Regions from separate parts of the Danio rerio genome. Here region 1 is linked to region 2. Evidence: chromatin contacts called from public Micro-C data. All regions are on one chromosome and are shown on one strand. The core of a region is the stretch at or near the end of the contact, and the rest is flanking DNA. Distances in the headings are between cores, read along the strand shown.

Evidence for each region. A called contact is a pair of places that touch in the nucleus more often than the background predicts.
Region 1: a Micro-C map of caudal fin shows a contact between it and region 2, with 10 times the contacts expected there. The contact joins the enhancer-like site here to the promoter of cyp26c1 in region 2. A contact is called at or near these places in 2 of 18 Hi-C or Micro-C datasets (caudal fin and an unstated tissue).

What each region holds. Positions count from the first base shown.
Region 1 is chr17:20,885,500-20,888,199 of GRCz12tu, forward strand. The region is part of intron 5 of LOC141378551 (a long non-coding RNA gene); the gene reads left to right. Among named protein-coding and RNA genes, the nearest start is that of reep3a, 20 kb to the right of the region's middle. Within about 2 kb of position 1,427, at least 1 of the 62 cell types and tissues checked has an H3K27ac peak or open chromatin away from gene starts, as enhancers often do. A contact at or near this core is called in caudal fin, where this site is marked.
Region 2 is chr17:20,814,359-20,817,058 of GRCz12tu, forward strand. cyp26c1 (cytochrome P450, family 26, subfamily C, polypeptide 1) reads right to left here and starts at 1,379. Exons shown (of 7, transcript NM_001029951.2): 1 at 1,327-1,379; 2 at 309-656. The coding sequence starts at 512. All of the region lies in intron 5 of LOC141378551 (a long non-coding RNA gene), which reads left to right.

The sequences.
Region 1 (2,700 bases), core at 177-2,676, 71 kb after region 2:
ATGATAAACCTAAAATTTACAGTAGTTTTTGTTTAGGATTTTTCATTAAACATTGATATTTTTTAATCGGAATTTATTTCACCGATCTTTAACTTAAGCACATTTTATTAGATGATTAAAGAACTGCACATTTCTACCTTTAAATCTTCTGAAATGCCTTGACAGAAAATTCCTGATATAAACAAATGAAGTCAGAGCAATATTATTTGTCACATACACTCTCAATAGAGTCATTTAGATTAGTTACCAGCTAGTCTTATTTTATTTATTTTTTTGAGTGTGCATACATGGCTGTAGACCAACAGATATCTTCACTCTCTCACCAAAGTCTCCACAAACACACACTCATATTCCAGGAGGACTCGACCTCCTGACAGATGAACCTATTTCTCTTTCATTTTCTCTCTTACTCTCTCATCCTTTTCCTCTTCTCTTGTCTGAGACACAGGACGTCTCCGTGCTAAAGTGCTGAAAGATTTAGACACGTCCTGTGACAGAGACCACAGTGAACCACAACTGCTGCTCGACCACACACATAGTTGTATTGGTGGTTTATAAGGACTCTCTAGTGTATTTCATATTGTTAAAACAGCTTATTATATCACATCTCTTTGAGGCAAACCTGTGGAAACCAGTGGCAGATTTTGAATGACTGTTAGGTTTGATGTTTAAGTATTTTGAATTACCAGGACACAGGGCATAACCTCATAAACCACCTTAATATTGTAACACCTACACTGTAAATAAAATCTGTTCATTAACAGTTTCTGTATTTTCAGTGTTTCCTGTGATTTACGCTTGTGATTTGCATTATGGGACTTTGAACTATGCTCTGTTGATTTCTGATTATGAAAACTCTACAGTTTAACAAAGTGAATTTTATTGACATTTTAGTATGTTGAAATAATATAATGTATAAGAAATAAGTATGTAAAATAACAGAAAATGTACTGGCACTTTATTACAAGGTTTTTGTACCATAATATATAATATATAACACAAATCCAGACAAAATATTACTTTAAACTATTCAACATGTTATTAAAAGTCTCTTTTTCCAACTTTTCAAGATTAAAAGTTGTTGCAAGTAAGATGTCCCATAATTCAAGTCAAAAGCATACATAAACAGGGAAATTAAAAATATAAAGAACACACATCACAAAATGTGGGAAACTCCTGATTTACGGATTTTCTTTTTTTTTTAACAGTGTAGTTGTATACAAATCTGTGTCCTCATAAACCACCAAAACCAAAACAAACACTCAAAAACCTGTCTCAATCATATTTATCAATGAATGCGTATAGCACTGATACACTTTGCCACTGTTGTCTTATTTAAAAAAGTATGCCCAATGGCCATATTGTATCATTGTCAGGCAGCTAAAGTAAACACGAGTGTCATTAAACAGGGTGTTGTTTGCAGTTCATGACTGAAGCAGCAAAACACGTGGATGCTTGTTTGTGTGACGTCAAACTTTCTTCTTTATAGCCTAGAGGTGTGAATATTCAAATCAGGCGGCTTTTCTGAAAAGGTTAATCATACAGTATGTACACATAAATTCTGCAGTCAGCCTTCACTGGTAGTCTAAATACTGTTGAAATCCCTGATATATACAGTATATGACTGGCTCTGAGATGTTCCATTTTGGTCAAAATGTATAATTTATATATATATTTTTTCATTGAAACTAATAACTTCAAGATACAATTTCAGGGACAAAAATACAGATGTAAAAATGAAACATTAATTGAATAAGTACGTTTCATTTTTACATGAACCTGTTTTTATTTACTCTAAAATTTTATCTTGAATTTATTTGAAACATTAAAGTTGCATTTTGCATGCGTTCTGCATGTGTATACAATAATATTCCGACCTGCACTTATATAAAATATATATATATATACATATATATATATACATATATATATATATATATATATATATATATATATATATATATATATATACATATATACATATATATATATATATATATATATATATATATATATATATATATATATATATATATATATATATATATATACATACATATATATATATATATATATATATATATATATATATATATATATATATATATATATATATATATATATAAGAAATAAGTAATCAAACTATACATACACATATCAATTTATTTAACGATTTATTTATTTATTTATTCAATTATTTATTTATTTAACAAAAGGTTATGCATTTATGCATAATAAAACTTTACAGGAACAATTAATGAGTAATTTTCTGCTAGATTTGAATATGTAAATAGAGTTTTTAAATCATCATAAATCATCAAATGATTTTAGTTCTGAATAACATAAACATTAACATAAGATTTTAGTGAGATCTTTTGAGTGAGTCTTCTGTTGATCATGGTTAAAAAAGAACCACACAGGATACATTGTAATGTCTGAAAAAGCTGTGCTACCAGTGTCATTTTGATTCTTTAACTCTTAAAACCTATTTGGATTTGTTATGGCTAGACATTTTAAAATGAATGCCTTTAGAGATTTTTAGCTACAAGTGTTCCTTAAAAACATTTGACATGGGGGAAAAGCAGAACATGACTGCCTCTAGCGGTCACTGGAGAAACTGTAAAACAGACGAGTAGATAGCTGAGACCATTTTTCCTTTTATATATCAGGCACTAATCCAGGAGTTAACAAAAAATAAAT
Region 2 (2,700 bases), core at 129-2,628:
TAAGTAACATTCCTGTAGCCTTTATAGAACGTTTATAAGCATACTTTCCCTGTTAGCTGCACTTACTAGCCAATTAAAATATAAAATATAATATAGGCCTAATTCAGAATATATTTTACTCAAAAAATGTATTATAATGTAACATTATCACAATATAGCCTATTATGGGCTCTATTTCAAAACTGGTTTGTAATAGTGTTACTTTCAGAACAAAAATCTAATCATAAAGTCAAAAGATTATTATTATTATTATTATTATAAAAACAGCTCAGAACTGTTAGAAACCGACAAGAGTTTTAAAGTCTTACCTGGAAAAGCCAGTGGAAAGTTTCTCCGACCAGCGGCCAGCCCATGGATCCCTGCGGGAGTGGGAGTTTACACGTCTTGTCCCGGGTGATGCTCCACCTGAACTCCCAAAGCAGCCGCGAGACCGCGAGCAGCAGCACTGTCGGTAAGACGGCATCGGCAACCGAAAGCAAAGCGGACACGAGGCAGAAATCGTGCCCGAACATCTCGAACGATGATCAAAAGCCAAAAGAGAAAGAACAGAATCCACGTGCGCCTGTGCGTGTTGTTCCAGTTATGATCTGCGGGATGGAGCGCCTCCAGAAGTTGTGCAATACGCAAGAAGCTCTCTTTACGCGCTCCTCGAATATCTGGAAATAGAATAGGAATACAACTTTACATTCACCCTACAGTGAATCATGAGGGGAAAAGGGGGATCTACTCTGCATCCAGTCTCTCCAACTTCACAGAGAAAGCCAAGAAACTGACAACTATTCCAAACAGTTTTACAAGTTGCATGCGCTGGCATGTCTTTCATTCGAGTTTATCCACGATTTCTTGGGGTGCAACTTTAAGGACAGTCCTGCTTTCAGCCACACTAACGAACTTGATAACGGGAAGTTTGGAAATTAACAAGCACTAATATGTGCGTAATGCAGAAAATCTCTCCTCTCAAACATTTAAACGTAAGTAAACCCCATTCAGTCTGTATATTGAATAGCACATTTATAGCAGGCTACAGAAATTCAATTTAAAAATGCTGTGCCTTAGTTTTTTTATTCAACTTTTATTCGAATATACGGAAACTGAGCTTCAGAATTTTGTTTTTAATCCTAAAATATATGCTTTTGGAAACCGACTCTTGATAATGATCTAACTACACCTAATATCAGTTACAGAGTCTCAATTTAAGAGTGTAACAAAAATCAGTCTCTGTCAGATTTGCAGCTGCAATCAGCAGTCTAGAATCACATCATCTCAATTACAGAGCTAAAGGTGACTTACAGGTGAAACAGTGTCAGACAATGAATGTTTACTCACCTCAGCACGACTGTAAAAATATCCCCTTTCAGATTCTGTCTCTGTTAGGTGAGCTATATGAGTCTTCAGTGCATCTCGCGCGCTCGAGCTTTATAGGTATTGGCACATATTATGATCCACCTTCACCAGTGACGTGTGAGCAGTTTTTTTCTCTCATAGTTGAAAAGGTCGTGGATGGATCACAGAGGATGGGAAACGATCGTAGGTTATTCAGAGGGAATCAGAAAGAAAGAAAAAGCAACAGAGGGAGTGAGTGAGTGAGCGAGAGAGAGATTGTTTGGGGTTTTACTGGTTGCTTAACCATTTCCTCATTGAGATTCTATTCGATCCTTTTGTCGTCACGTTTTCATTTATTACGATCAAAGCAAGCCTTTTTTTGCTTATAATGTTTACATAAAATATTAGCTTATAATTTGTGTAAAATATATATTTATTTATTTAAATTTGGAAATAAAAACTTTCTTCTGTGCGTAAAAACCATAAACGCACAATGAGAGCAATTTTTTTTAAAGAATAGGCAAAAAATATGATAACGGTGTACATTTTGATAGAGAAGACGCATTTACTTTTTCCAAAAAAAAAAAAAAAAAAAAAAAAAAACACATTCGTTTAACCCGTCTATGGATTATGGGTTTTAGTACGCATTTTAAAAAGAATGTTAATGATGTTCTGATCGCAGTTGGTTGAGCGCAACAATTCTGTTTTTGCGGTGAGATAAACGAACTGTGCTCAACATTTTAAACAAAAGCTAATATTTTTTTCTATAATATATATAGCCTGTTTGTAATAATCAGGATTTTACATTACAAATAATTTCGTTAGCAATTTACAATAAGTTTTGTATGGCAATATTGATGGACAACTTGCTAAGGATAAATAAAAATAAAACAAATGCTGGGATTTGCTTAATGTTATATTATTTTAGCTGTTGTAGTAAAATGTAATGTTTCTATAGGCTACATTAAGTCAAAATTGTAAGCCCTCCTGTGAATTTTTTTTTAAATGTTTCCCAAACTTCTTATAACTAATTTATTTTGTTCATATTTTATCGTAACATATTCTTCGTATTTTGAACACTAGTGTTCAGCTTAAAGTGCAATTCAAAGACTTAACTTGGTTATTATGTTGACTAGGCAAATTGACATAATCTGGCATGATATTGGATATTTTTCCAATTTCTTACACTTTTGAATTTTTTTTTTTTAATTTTGACCTTAAAATGGTTTTTAAACATTTTTAAAACTGCTTTCGTTCCAGTCAAAATGCAGAAAAATATTAAAGGAAATACTGTTAAAAAAAAAAAAAAATTAATTTCAAAAGTCATTTTGATATTTGTGCCTGAAAAAAAGAGGATGCCCATTTTTAAAAGAAAAA